Regions from separate parts of the Mus musculus genome. Here region 1 is linked to region 2. Evidence: chromatin contacts called from public HiCAR-type data. All regions are on one chromosome and are shown on one strand. The core of a region is the stretch at or near the end of the contact, and the rest is flanking DNA. Distances in the headings are between cores, read along the strand shown.

What was found. HiCAR-type assays count read pairs that join an accessible place to other places.
Region 1: a contact with region 2 is called in a HiCAR-type map of astrocytes, with 4 times the contacts expected there. The contact joins the enhancer-like site here to the promoter of Gabrb1 in region 2. A contact is called at or near these places in 1 of 39 promoter capture datasets (macrophages), 1 of 484 Hi-C or Micro-C datasets (forebrain), 1 of 115 datasets of contacts at active chromatin or transcription factors (astrocytes) and 1 of 9 other capture datasets (adipose tissue).

Annotation. Positions count from the first base shown.
Region 1 is chr5:71,730,648-71,738,231 of GRCm38.p6, reverse strand. All of the region lies in intron 3 of Gabrb1 (gamma-aminobutyric acid (GABA) A receptor, subunit beta 1), which reads right to left. Among named protein-coding and RNA genes, the nearest start is that of Gm38562, 33 kb to the right of the region's middle. Within about 2 kb of position 5,076, at least 17 of the 459 cell types and tissues checked have an H3K27ac peak or open chromatin away from gene starts, as enhancers often do. A contact at or near this core is called in astrocytes and forebrain, where this site is marked.
Region 2 is chr5:71,695,610-71,703,207 of GRCm38.p6, reverse strand. It overlaps Gabrb1 (gamma-aminobutyric acid (GABA) A receptor, subunit beta 1), which reads right to left and starts at 3,276. Exons shown (of 9, transcript NM_008069.5): 1 at 3,113-3,276; 2 at 2,828-2,919; 3 at 2,336-2,403. The coding sequence starts at 3,192. Gm38562 (a long non-coding RNA gene) reads left to right here and starts at 1,500. Exons shown (of 4, transcript XR_868471.1): 1 at 1,500-1,537; 2 at 1,634-1,832; 3 at 3,923-4,016.

The DNA.
Region 1 (7,584 bases), core at 3,827-6,326, 33 kb before region 2:
ATAGTGCAATTCCAGACACACTGTGCGATCAACTGTAATCATGTGGGTTTTTTTATTAGATTTTTTTTATTTACACTTCAAATGCTATCCCAAAAGTTTCCTATACCCTCCCCTTGCCCTGCTTCCCTACCCACCCACTCCCACTTCTTGGCCCTGGCATTCCCCTCTACTGGGGCATATAAAGTTCGCAATTGGTACAAGGGATCTCTTTTCCCAATGATGGCTGAATAGGCCATCTTCTGCTACATATGCAGCTAGAGACACGAGCTCTGAGGGTACTGGTTAGTTAATATTGTTGTTCCACCTATGGGGTTGCAGACCCCTTCAGCTCATTGGGTGCTTTCTCTAGCTTATCCATTGGGGGACCTTTGTTCCATCCTATAGATGACTGTGAGCATCCACTTCTGTATTTGCCAGGCACTGGCATAGCCTCATACGAGACAGTTATAACAGGGTCCTTTCAGCAAAATCTTTCTGGCATATTCAATAGTGTCTGGTTTTGGTGGCTGATTATGGGATGGATCCCCGGGTGGGGTAGTCTCTGGATAGTCCATCCTTTCGTCTCAGCTCCAAACTTTGTCTCTGTAACTCCTTTCATGGGCAGTTTGTTCCCTATTCTAAGGAGGAATGAAGTATCCACAAGTTGGTCTTCCTTGTTCTTGATTTTCCTGTGTTTTGCAAACTGTATCTTGGGTATTCTAAGTTTCTGGGCTAATATCCACTTATCAGTGATTGCATATCTAATGACTTATTTTGTGATCATGTGTTTTTATTTTTTTGTTCTGGTGTGATTTTTAAAGTGCTTCGAATAGACCCTTACTATGTGAATACATCAGCTATTCATCTGTTTGAATAGTGTTTGTGATAAATGATCATCTATATATAATAAGAATTAACTTTATTAAAGGGAAAACCACTAAAATTGTACTTAGCAAAAGAAATATCTAGGAAATCCTCAGTAATGATGAGTGGTTAGTGTTTAGAAATCACATAAACAATGTCAGATAAACTTCAATATTAACTTAAAATGTTGCCAGATTGGCTGAATAATTTCTGAATGAAAATTAGTAAGGACACATAAATAACACTGTGTTGAGGAAAGCTATCATAAGAGAAGATAGAAATCAGATTTCTAAAGTTCATCTATAATTTTATGTAATGTAATATATAACCACATGTTATAAGAAATGTTATTCTTAGGAACCAAGAATATGTGTAAAGTTTAAAATTCTATCATTATCAGGCCATTATATGCAAACTCATCTTTTCAGTGAGATATAATCAAACATGATAACACACAATATAAGTGGCATCTAGCTAAATATTATAGAAACAATAATAAAGTCTGCTTGTGAATTCTGCTTATGAAATTCTGCTTATGAAGAAGTGGCTTTGCTGAGGGTCATGCTAACAAACTAGCATCCCCCTCCTTTCTTGATAACAGCCTTTATTAGCTTGAGGAGTTGCCATTAAAAACATGTTTAGCTTGAATACATAGCCTGCTGTGAGTTATAAAATATTAAATCTAACTTTTTCTTAGGATTCGATCCTTCAATGCTGTATATCCTAGAATCATAATCCACATGTAATCTCTTTGGTAAATGTCATCAGTTGTTTAAAATGGTAAAGCCACAGGAAGCCACTACTCCTAAGCACTGCATTGTAATAATAATCTTCGCGATTGGATAAGTATGCCTAAGAGTCAAAGTTTGCTTGAGAGGCTAGGACTTAAAAAGTAAATTTGAAAGCTTTTTTTTCAAAGCAGGAAAATATGCTGTTTTTATCCAGTCAAGATGACTTTTTTCATTGTATCATTTCTGTTTTTTTTCTTTCTCCTTTTTCACTGATGACTAAGAGATTACAATGACTTCATTTCCTCTGAAAATCATAGACTTGTTTAAGATAATTTACAATCATATAATAGCTCTCAAAATATTCCAACCTCAGCTTTATCACCCCTGTTGCCCTTACACCCAATTAAAATAGAACAGGATTTCAATGCTTTGCTGTAAAATAGGTTGTAAGTGTTACATTTCCATTAGCTGGCTTGGGAGTTAATACTTTAATGGAAAAGAGTTCACTCTACATGCTCCTATTAAACATTCTCTATGTGTTTGGCACCGTTCTAGGCACTCAGAATAGGCCAGAGAATGACGGAGATAAAAAGTTAATTTGAAGACAGCGTTTTTCTAATGAGAGGACCTAGAGTAAGAAAAATAATAAGACAGAGACTATATAATATTTCAGAGGTTGTCAAGTTGTGTTCAGAAAGCAAAAATAAGATAATGAAGACATCAGTGAAGGGGTAAGGGAGACTGAGATGTGTACCATTTTATAGAGGACATTAAGGAAAGGCTGTCACAAATCACATGAATGCAGAGAGATTAGGAAGGCAGAAAATAATTCACACATGTTGTTAAACTCATTTTGAGCAAAGAATATTAATAACAAATGTTTGTAAAATACACAAAACATCAGAAACACAAGAAAGAGGCAAGCCTAGTTCTATCACAAATGTGTATTAAGAGAGTGGGGAAGGATAAAATCAGAAGAGTGCCTGGATTTTCTTTTTTTAAATAATGAGTTAAGGTAAACTGAGAGTTTATGGAAGCCACCCACATTTGGGAACAAAGGAGGAATAGTAGCTAACTTGGACCTTAAGAGAACTGGACTACTTTTTCTATTGTGTAGATGGAGACATAGTAAAGAAGTACAAGAATCAGTTTAAAAGCTTTTGACAAAATCCATGGTCCAGAAAAGAGTGGTGGGTCAGATGTGTGCTCAGACTCAGAACATAGGAAAGAGTCATTGGTAGACATGGAAAAATATACAAGGGAAGAAAAACTACTGAAGATGACATTATTAAATAGATGGTCCGAGCCATAAGAAGGACAATGTTCCATGATGATACAAGAAAATCAGTGAAAGGAAACTGGCCATTTGGTATAGTAACCTGGAGAATTTTGCCTGGCTAACATGAGTTGCTTTCATCATGACAGTAGGAAATTGAAGCTAATTTGAATGAGATCAGGAGAGAATGTGTTCAGAGAAGTTGTATATAACTGTATAGTCAATGCATTAGAGGACCTTTTTGTTGCATTGGGAGAGAGAGACAGAGAGAGAGAGACAGACAGACAGACAGACAGAGAGAGAAAGAAGGAGAAGGAGGAGGAGGAGGAGAGGAAGAGGAGGAGGAGAGGAAGAGGAGGAGGAGAGGAAGAGGAGGAGGAGGAAGAAGGAAGGAACGAAGGAACAAAGGAAGGAAGGAATAAAGAAAGAAAACAATTACAATCAAGATAAAATGTAGTGCAATAAATAGCAAAAGAAAAGTTGGTTTTCTCTCCTCTCTCTCTCTCTCTCTCTCTCTCTCTCTCTCTCTCTCTCTCTCTCTCTCTTTCTCTCTCTCTCTCTCTGTGTGTGTGTGTGTGTATGTGTGTGTGTGGTGTGGTGTTGTTTCTTCTTTTTATGGAGAAAGTAGAAGGCCACAATGAAGTAAGAATAAAAATATATTTAATGAGAAAAGTTGGATATAAGAATGTTCCAATCTGAGAATCATAGTAAATGTATAGACTGTTGAAACAGCTCTAATGGGTATGTCAGAGTTGTAGTCCTTTAGGGAAGAAGAAAAGGAAAACTGGGAAGGAGATGAGGACCCAGCTGAGGAAAATGCAAAATATTTACTGAGGAGTATACCCTCTCACTAATGTGACGGAAAATATGAGAATTTGTAAGAAATACACATCTTAGTAACAAATTGCAGACTGTGTGTTGGAGGCTGCATTCAAGAATAAATAGTATGTATGGAAGGAGGCAATCATTAGAAAATAATTTATCTTCACAGTAGGGAAAAGAAGATAAAGTGAAGAGACTTGAGGGGACAACATATATGCTGTAGATATTATGCAATGCAGAAATGAGTTTTAAGACAATTACAGACTAGTGCTATCAACACAAGAAGGAGCAGAAAACAACCAACGCCTGTGCGTGTACACTTCTACTGCATGCCAGGATTTCCATTCCAATGTGGTCTAAATTAATCGCATGTACAGAGATCCTCTGAGAACCATAAAAATGAAGACTGGAGGTAATAAGGCAAAGATTAGAGAAATGATTAGAGTATGTTCCCAGAGTGACAAAATAGAACACTTGGAGAAGTCATCACTCTTTGAAGAAAGCTAGGCTTGGCTTCCTTCCCAGTTGATAACTGGTTCACATTTCTAACTTTGGGGCTTCTAGACTCTGTCAGCCTCATATATCTTAGAGTACATGCATTACTGAATTTAATCCAAAGGAGAAGATATTTTGATGAAGTGCATGTTTCAGTCACCTAACCAACACCGTACACTGACACACAACTAAACACATGGGTGCAAGAACTAAAGCTTAAAGTTCTGCTCTGTTAAAGCCAGTTTTAGATAAGTTTAATATACCTGTTCCTATTTTCTTCTGGTATTCTGTCTATCAAGGCTCCATTGGATGACTGATTTAGGATAGTGTGTATCCTTTCGTCCTTCATTTTTTTATTCCACGAGTATGAAAGGAAATGATCAGCTGTTCAGTCTGCTGAGGGTATTTACATGGCTTGGCTAATTCAAAGGCTGTCAAGCTTAGATTGCAGCCAGCAATTTGGAGTTCTCATGTCAAGGAAGGATTTAAAGCAGGATAATTTTAAGACATTTCCCTTCACTGTTCATTGAGACTAGAATGTGAAGGATCCAATGGGTTTTTATTTGTCTTGAAGTTCTTTTCACAATGGGTTCTTTATCTTCCTTCATGTTTTTATGATGCCATTTTGTGAATGGAGCCATCACTGTGAGCGATGAGCTGCTGAGCTGTCCAGGGGGAACTGAGAAATTGCACCGCTTCAGCGAGGAGGCAGTTTTCCAACTTCTGTTAAAGGGGGAAAAATCACAGGTCTGGACCAAATCAACAATGCACATTTATATTCTAGAGAAGAAACTTTTGTTATGTGAGCGATGAAACATTATTTTTATTAAGTAGGGTTGCTATTGGTTTGAGGCAGCATGGTGCCATTAATGTGTGGTATGCCATTTGTCTTTCCAACATCTACTGCCATTTAAAATGTCACCAGCTTTTTCCCAGTGGTGAGGTAAAACCATGGGAACGGCATTCAAGCCACTACACAAAGTACAAGCCAATTTTAACAAATTCATAATTAAAACCCAGCCAAATCTCTCCTTGGTCTGCCAAAGTTCTTCCTCTGTAGTTTCCAATTAAATACCCCTTCTGTAAGGAAGCAGGCTTTCAGAGATGCCAATACTGAATCACTAACGTCTTTATAATAATAAGATCTTCCTGTTCTCATAGAATTTTAGAACTCTTCAATCTTATTGGTTTTGAAGAGCGTTTGTGGATGTAATCCACCCATCCACTCCTTCATTATGTATTTATTGAAGGCCCTCTGCCTATCAAGTGTTTGAGCCTAAGAATGCATCAGAAAATAAAATAATTCCCCCTTTTGGTATTGGTACACAAATAAGCAGGCAAACAATTAAATATTAAGTGGATAAATGCTATGAAGGAAAATTGAGAAAAGGAATGATGATGATAGGATGTCTATATTAGTTTTTAAAAACGTAAGAGAGGCTACACTTAAAAGAGACATCAAAATCGCACCGAGGCTTTGGAGTGGCCCTAGACTTTCTCTCATATTGTTGCCTTTTATTTATTTGTTGAAAGTCTTGCGCAATTCGGCATTTCAATACAAACTTGCTTCCTGGCTCTTGCCATTTCTATGCACATCTCCCTCACCCTTCCCTCCATCCTGCCAGGTTGTACTGGAGTGATCACTGACCTACTTAGTACAATAGGAGGATCATTTGGTTTGGGATTTGTGGCATAGATTTATGTGATTTGCAGTTCTTATTTGTTTAAGCCACAGCTGGTTTCCCAGCACAGAAATCCATGTGTATTGTTCCTATGCAACATGCTGGGTCATAGTAACAGACTCTTCTCTTATAATACTGTATCATAATATCTCTTAGTTTCTTTTAGATCACAAATTTGCTACATTTTGCTTTCCTACCCTTAACAATAACCTTTTTAATCTAAATTTTGTACTTTCCTATCTCAAATGGGCTACACAAATTGGTTACGTTTAAAACTTATATCTCCCTGTGGAAATCTGACCAGGGAACACACTTGATATATTCAGAGTATGCATGTGTGTAGCTGACCAAAGCTCTTCAGAGGGATTCCAAGAATAAAGGCAGGAGATGAGCTTGCAAATGGAGAGACACTTAGAGTCTTGAAAGCTGTTATCAAATCTTTGCATTTCACCCTAAGTAAAAAGCAGAAGTAATTGCCTGGTTTGGGGTGAAGAACTTAGACCACCCAAATGGTATTTTGTTAACATCTTTCTAATTTTGGAACTGAAGGTAGCAAAATTCAATGTAGAGAACCAGTCTGGTGACTACTTCAAACACTAAGGAAAGAAATGATACAAATTGGATTTGAGTTGAGAATTATAAGCATGGTTCAATCATGGATGTATTTAAATAATGTGTTTAACAAGATTTGTTAATGGTTGGATGCAAAATGTGAAAGAATTTGTAAGTGGCTCCAGAGTTTTGACTTAGAAAAATGGAGCAAACGGTAGCTTTGTCCTTAAATGGAAAATATTGAGAAGAAGTTGAACTCAGAATTTTGTGTGCATAATATCTCAAGCCAACTGAGGTGACACACACCTTTAATCCCAGCACTTGTGAAGCAGAGACAGGCAGATCTCAGAGATTTGATTCCAGGCTGGTCTATACAGTAAGTCCCCGAAAATGTTTTCTACCTATCTGATCATAGATATTAGTTGTGTAAATTTTAGTCATCAATTTATATTTAAAGGAGTGAAACACATTAAAGTTTCCAGTATAGCAGAAATTGAAAGCAGAGTTGCAGGCCCATGTTCAACTATGTATTACTCTTTATTATCACAAGTTTCCTGATGTTGAGAATTTGGAATGCTAACAAAGAAGTTTCCTGAGTGTTGTAGAAAAGAGTTGTGTTATTGCTGCATTTGAGGAAGAACAGTCAAATACTGTATTTCCCCCATTATTAAGACAAGTTGTATAAGGCTGGAGAGGTGGCTCAGCTGTGAAGAGCGCCAACTGGTCTTCCAGAGTTCCCACGTTCAGTTCCTAGCAACCACATGGTGGCTCACAATGTAATGAGATCTGATGCTTCATCTGGTGTGTCTGAAGACATCTACAGTGTTCTCACATATATAAAATAAAGAAAATCTTTTTTAAAAAAGTTGAATCAATGAGCTAAAATGTACCACCTGATCTGGCTTGCTGAATTTTACAAGTTGCCCTTTGGCAAATATATATATAAACATCAGAGATTATGCTAGTGAGGCTAATCATCTGGAGAAAGGCATGGTATTTCTCCAGGTGGAAACAGGTCTCCATTGTGCCAGTAAAAGATCTGAGCAATGAATTAGTTGCTAGCTTGTTTAAAAAAAAAAAAAAAAAAGACATTGCTACAAGCTTGACCTGAAAGAGTCATTGAAAATCTGATGGGAATAGCTCAGGACTGGAAAAACCCTTTTGAGAAAATGAGCCTGTCTGG
Region 2 (7,598 bases), core at 2,027-4,526:
GTTAAGCCCGAGTCTTGTCAGTAGCTGTCATTAAAAGGAAAAGAATACCCAGAGCAAGGGTTCTAACTTTCCAGCTTTCAGTTGTCACTATCTGCCTCTGTTGCTGATGTCACAGTGAAACACAATGAGTATTTAGGTAAAGGGCATTATCAAAGGCTCATTTATGAGTGACTATTGAAAAACAAGCACACCTGTCATGGAGTAGTGAGCAAACAGACTATTGCTCAGTCATTAGGAGAAGTTGTTCTATGCCACCACATTTACATGCATCCTTTCTCAGCTTGTCTATGAATCCACTTCAGTGACAAGGCAGAGCTTCTTGTTGTGTAGTTTATATAATCAGTATATAACACAATGTACTTTATAATATAGTTAAAAGAATGCTAAAAGTATGTATATAGATTGTGTGTAAAGGTCTCTGTGTGTGCTGCACACACACATGTGCATGCATGCATGTCTGAATTTGGAGTTGGGAGTCTACCTCAGGGCCTTTCAGTTCTGGAAATCTAATTTACCCTAACACAGTGACATAGACCATGTACAGAGGCACAATTTACCTTCTGGGATCTCTGAATCTTCTATATTATAAATGATCTATGGAGATATTTACACAATGCCCTATAAATGACTGAACAGGGAAATGTTATCATTATGTATCTGCACTGGCACTGATTGTTAAGCGAGTACATTGTGCAATGTATCTGGTTGCATTTGCAGTCATGGGCCACAGTTGTTCTGTATGTGGATCTAACCGTGCTCTTCTGAATGTTTGTGAATAGTTGCTTTGTGGTAATAGCATGCATGTAAACAGTATCAGTCTCTTAAACGTCTTTGTTTATTAAAAAAAAAATCTACTTTCTAAATCAAATTTTAAAAATGGATTTCTTTTTCAGTGTAGTAGTAGAAAAACACTTGAAAATATTATCTGAAACAATCCAAGACATTATAAAATAGCATTTTAGCCAAACCATTTAAGACAGCGAGTTTCAACTCTGCCAACCCCAACCACACATTTTATCCATATACCACCCGTTGAATGATCTATAAATGTATGTATTGCTTCCTGGCCTAATCTAAAAGATGAAAAAGGAAAATTCTTAAACCTTAGCATATTACAATAAAAATGCCCCACTAGGAATGGGAGGAAGAACAATAAGTGTTACAGAGAGAATATCCGAAAGGATCCCAGTCTAAGTTACTCAGCGTATCTAAATCTCTGGTGCTGGAATTAGTTCCCTTTTGGGAGTGGATAAAAATGACCTTTTGTTCCTGTTGATCTTGCTGTTCCCTGGGTGGTGGGTTCTAGAAAAGCAACAGGCAATTCCTTCCCTGGGAACTCTCACAATTAGAAAAGGGCTTCTCAGGGTGAATGGAAACAACCAACAACACAAGAGGCTGCTCTGACTTGAATCCCTTTTACCACAGCCCCAGAGAAAAGAAGTGCTATGAAGACGGGGGGGGGGGGGGGGGGGGGAGGAAAAGAGGGAGGGAGGGAGGAAGGGAGGGAAGGAGGAAGGGAAGAAGGGAGAGAAGGATGGTAAAGTGTAGATCCCTTAAAATTAATGACTAAAATAAACCAGCCCTCCCCCACCTCAGTCCTATTAATCATCAGATCTCTATTTTTTCTGCCCAGATTTCTAGACGAAAGCCAAGTCATATGACTCGCCGATTCTCCTCCAACTTAAAACTTTCAAGCTGCAGGAAGACAAACACATGAACCCTTGCATGGGTCCAGAATGCCTAGAAGCAAGCTTGGGCACTTCTGCTGTTAGCAATCCTGAACTGTTCATCTCAGCCTGTTGCTCTTGCCACACACTGCGCTGGATTCTGTGGTAGGGAGGGGACACTCGCGAGCCCAGCCAGCCTGGTGGCTGAGATGGGTGGGTTGGGGCTTTCAGGCTGCTCAGCTGTGGAGATTTTGGGGCTCTTGTCTGGCCACAGCTGGCTGCGAACCCCTGGTCCGGGGGAACCCACTGTACACCACTTGGCCGCCGGCAGATGGTGCCCTGCACAGCCCGACAGTCGGGGAGACCCGGCTAAAGTAAGGCTCAGACTCCGCCCCAGCCAATCCACCGGCGCAACAGTCCCCCTTCCTTCCCAAAATAGTGCGGAGTACGTCTCCTTCGGAGCACTGCGGTAGCCTGTGTGTGTGTCGAAAATACAAACTGTGGGGCGACCGACAGTGTGTGTACTGGAGTGGGGCGTACGCGCGGAGTGGGGACCCTGGGGACCAGGGCCGAGGTGACCACCAATGAAAAGCAGAGGACGGGGAACTGGTTCATTTCTCATCTGCGTAAGCTCGGCCGGCCGCCGAGCCCTTGGGGAGGCCACTCACCATATTCACTTCCGAGACCATGTCTATGCTGGCGACATCGATCCGCATCCCGACGTCCACCGGGGGCCCTGCCAGGGAGGTGGACCACAGCAAAGACAGTCTTTGAGTGGCAGGGAGCTGAGGGGACATTGGGGGCTTCCCAGATCTTATTACAGACTAAGCAGGCTCCCTCCCTACCCCTTTCCTGTTGTAGGGGACAGCGGGAGAAAACAGGTGTGGGCACACGCGTGATGCAGTGACAGTGCAGAGGGTGTGTCGGCTTGAAGAGAGGGACAGCTCAGCCTGAGGATACGTCCACCTGAGATTGGGGATAGTGCGTGGTGTGTGTGTGTGTGTGTGTGTGTGTGTGTGTGTGTGTGTGTGTGTGTGCGCGCAGGGCGTAGTATTGCACGTTTACAGGAACGGTAAAATGGGGAAGGAGGCATTATATCTGACAGAAAAGGTGAACTAGGGATGGGTAACAGGTTGAAAAAAAAAATGAAGAAGCATTACCTCCAAAGTCCGGCCGCAAGCGAATGTCATATCCTTTGAGCAGTCGGTCCACTGTCTCTTTCACGTATGACATGTTGCTGGGTTCATTGGAGCTGAAGGGAAGAAGTAGGGACCGTATTCAGAAAGATCACAAACTGAAAACAGACATAAAAAAAGATCCAGGCACACCTACCCCCAAATAACAAGATACATGATCCAGCAGGCACGGGAAAATAAAAAATAAAAGAAGAAGAAGAAAATCACCAAGGAAAAAAAAAGAGAGAGAGATTGAAGCAGGCAGCTCACCTGTGTGCACAACAAACCATAGCAACCATCACGGGAAAAGAGAGAAGCCCCAAACTCTCTCGATTTTGTACTGTCCACATTCCTAACTCTGATGAAAGAATTGTCTTTTCTGCGAAGATTCAAGGAATGCAACTTAGTCGGCGGCTGGGCAGTAATTCCCGAATGGACCTGCGCATGCGCAGAGGGTACTCACTACCAAAAGACACCTTGTGCCTTGCAAACAATATTCCTAGTGGAACAGGCAACAGATTTCAATCCCTTTAAAGTTCCTGTCTGAGGTGCTCCGCGTTCTCTGGGTAGTCGAATACAACCTGCTGTCTCTATGCAAAGGAGCCAACGTGCCTGTGTGTGTGTGTGTGTGCCCAGTTTTCCTGAGCTGTGGTTTGCTGTGTTCCTTTCCCTCCTGTCCTAAGCTTGAATTTTTTTCTTTTTCCTTTTCTTTTCCTTCTTTCTTTTCTTTTCCTTCTTTTTTTTTTCTTTTTTAAAACAGGGCTTTCAATGATCTGGCTAAGGCTGTCTGGCATCTTTTGTTGACAGTTATAGAGGTCCTAGAACAAGAAGTCTGGAGATGGTTCTCTGGTTGTCTGTAGAAAAGATGGGGAGGGTGCTGGGGAGGGGAGTGGGCAGAGACTGCCCGGCCGGCCGGCCCGGAAAAGGAGTTTGGGGGTGGGGAGGAGGAAACACAGGGAGGGTTTGGGAGTCTTGTCCTCTCTTCGGAGGTTATGAAGACAGCTGCTTGCTTGTGGAATTGGAGGGGGGGGGGGGGGAGGAGAGAACTGACTAACTTTTAAATGTATGCTTTTCCTTTAGCTCCCATCTCCATCAGTCCACTTGGAATGGGAAGTGAAGAGAAGAAGAATGAAGCAACCCTGGCAATCAATCTTTTTTTCCAGGACCTTTGCTGGTAAATCTTGTAGGTTTTAGTCGCCCAAGCTTTTTGCTTATAACTGTCAGTGTGCTAGCTCCTGTTCTTAATCCCTAAATTGAACACTGAACATCCTCAGTCTAATATGCCTTATGCAGCCCGGGAAAAGCCAATCTTCTTTCAAATAAAGGGAAGTTAGGAAATGCAATTCAGTACATATCACTAAAAAACATGTTAGGTGGTTGGAGATTCTGGGATGGATTCATGCCCTTTGTTAAATAGCATATATCAAGTCTTCATTTGATACTAGGTATTCTGAAACTTAGAGTAAACTTTTCACAAACCCCTTACAAAGATAAGCAAAAAGAAATCACTTCTTCCTGATATTGTCTGTGTAAACTGAAGAATTATTACCAAACCAAGAAGCACTAAAAATTACCTTAGAGGAGAAGAAAAAACAAACAAACAAGCAAACAAAGAACAGAAGACAAAGCTTTTGTCTGGCAAGGAAGGGGAATTCTTCTTGAGGGAGAACAGTATGTACTAAATCTTACAGACTGGAAAAAGTACTTCTATAACTGTATGCAAAAGAGATCCATTGTGGGGGGGGGCGGAGAAAGTGATGGTGGATGATGGGATGTGGAGGAAAGTCGAGGAGATCATTTAGATTCAGGAGACACTGAACATTTAAGTAAGAGTTAATTTTAGAGAAAAAAAATCTGGTAGAACAGTTATAAGGATCATTGACATTTCCCACTTGCTATGTCATTGTTCTTGTGCATACAACACGGGTCATCTCATTCAAACCTTGCAACAACACAACAATAGAGATAATGAAGAGAGGGCTTTAGACTACTGAATTCAGTAGTTAATGTCACACTGCTAATAAGTAGTGACATGTACATTTCAACCTAGAATCCTTGGATACTGCTATTCTCTGCATTATATAGCACAGACCATAAAGGCAAGAATTAGATAGGAGAAACAAGAAGACAAGGAGGTTATTGCAGAAGGAAAGAAAAGAAGATACTGTTTAGTTTGGAGAGAAGTAACAGGTACAGCCTTCCTAAAGTATAACAGAGACAACCAGAGGTTACAGGAGTCACGAACTAGGCACATATGAATGAATCCTCCTTAAAAAAAGTACAGTCATTTCAACATGTACTGAACTTAACATTCTCAAAAAGATAGTAACATTAATTTTATATTATATTTGAGCACCATAAAACCCTTAACCCTCAATGCTAAGTCTCAGATTCCTTAAGTTTGCTTGAGACGATGTCGACTTGTTCTTAAAACACATATGAATCTTCTTTTAGAGGGTATAAGAAAAGATTCATTTACATCTCAAGGTCCTGCTGAAACATGGAATCTGCTCTGTACAACTCTGCAAAAGCCACACGGCCACACACAAGCCACTTACAGGATTACCACATCCGTAGCTGTGCATTTATTTTTTTTAGATGTTTACTGAACATTTAGGAGGTGCCAGCCTTCATGCTGATGGTGTAGCAGTAAACAAAATAGTGTTCAGTTTCTTTTCTCACCTGTGGAGGGTATAAACACACACAAGGCAGAAAAGAGATATTTGGTTGGGTGCTCACTGAGGCTGCTCATTTAACTTGTACACAATTCATTAGAATGTGCACTTTCTAGTTGATTATAAATTCCTAAAATCCTTTGTGGGTAGAAAGCATCTCCACTTTAGCAAGGTCTGCTTAAGAGCCTTGACTTCACTATTGAGTCAAGGTGTGAGTTTGGATATTTTAACCCTAGTGTTATGCATGCTTCTGCCAGATCAATCCTACTGGGTTTTGCTTTGAAATTATACTTTCTGATTAGACAAAAGGACAATCTAAGAAATCATGTGATAGTGGTTTTTTCATTTTTATTAGTGTCAATAGTATAAAATATGGTTTATTATAACATTTCATATGATAGCCACCACTTATCATTGGAATACTGCTGAAAATGCAACCAAGTTTGTCTTAGCTATGTATGAGGAGGGTCTCTCAGAAGATAGTTTCTCAGGCCTTCATACTCTGGAAATTGTCTGGTTTCCTGAGTAGTTTGCATCTTAATAACAATAAGTATCTTAAAACCCATTGTTTTGATCACTGGGCATGTTAGAATCATATATACAGCTTAGCTTTAATCATTATGCAAGATGTTAATGACCTGCATTTTGATACATTGAATTTCTCCTTGATGTTTTAGGAGTCTAAATTTAATCTTCCCTCTTCACACTTTACTAATTTAAAAACAGATATGTTGCACTGAATATATAGAGTTTGTAAGTTGTCTTGGAACTGCGAAATAAATAAACCTTAAAAACTAAAAAGAAATAAGTTAATAATTGATCCAGATGCTTTGGGGAGGTTTTTTTTTCCCCTCACAGCCTGAAAAAGGCAACACTTCCTTGTCTTGTGAAGTTGCTTGTTTCTTCCCAACACCTTTTTCTCCCTTCAGAGCTCAACCCAATTAAAAAAAATATGTCTCTGAAACCCTGAAGGCCAATGACAAGCACAATTCTATTTCCTTCTGTCCAAACTCTTAGAAGAAAATGGAAGAACCTTAGAAATTAGCATCTAGGTAGAAATAAAAGTAATTAAAAACATATTCACAAAACACTAACACCTCTAACACATATTCTTAATATTTCTTTAGACAGACAAAAACAAGGAAAAATTAAAAAAAAAGCTATTCTATTATAGTAACTTTAAAAGTTCTAAATGAATCCTAAAAGCTGGGGAAAAGAAAGAAAGAAAAAAAGAAATAGAAAAAAGAATAAAAAAAAGAAAATAGAGAAAGAGGAGAATGTAAGAATTGAAAATTGTAACATCTTATCTAGACTTAAGGAGAAGTTAAATACAAATTCAGAATCTAGTTCTAAAGTTTAAATGCAATAGTGGGAGGTAAGAATAAGCCAGGACACACGCTCCACTATGTTCATAGCAGGCTTATTTATAATAGCCAGAAGCTGGAAAGAACCAAGATGCCCCTCAGCAGAGGAATGGATACAGAAAATGTGGTACATTTACACAATGGAGTACTACTCAGCTATTAAAAACAATGAATTTATGAAATTCTTAGGCAAATGGATATATGTGGAGGATATCATTCTGAGTGAGGTAAGCCAATCACAAAAGAACTCACTTGATATGCCTGCACTGATACGTGCATATTAGCCCAAAAACTTAGAATACCCAAGATACAATTTGCAAAACACAAGAAAATCAAGAAGGAAGACCAACGCGTGGATACTTCATTCCTCCTTAGAATAGGGAACAAAAAAAAAAAAAAACAAAAACAAAAAGAAAGAAAGAAAGAAAGAAAGAGAGAAAGAAAGGAAGGAAGGAAGGAAGGAAGGAAGGAAGGAAGGAAGGAAGGAAGGAAGGAAGAAAGAAAGAAATATAGATAGATTTGGGAACATCTGTTTTTAGGATGTCAAGACATATTTAACCTATACAAATGGTAATATCCTGTTGCTTGGGTCTTCTGTAAAGATAGTAGTAGAAGCACATATAAGGCCAGAGGAAAAGTTAAATACAATAAAAGTCTATAAGGTAATTTGTTATTCATAAAACAATAATTTGTTATATGTACAAAATTTTAAGACTG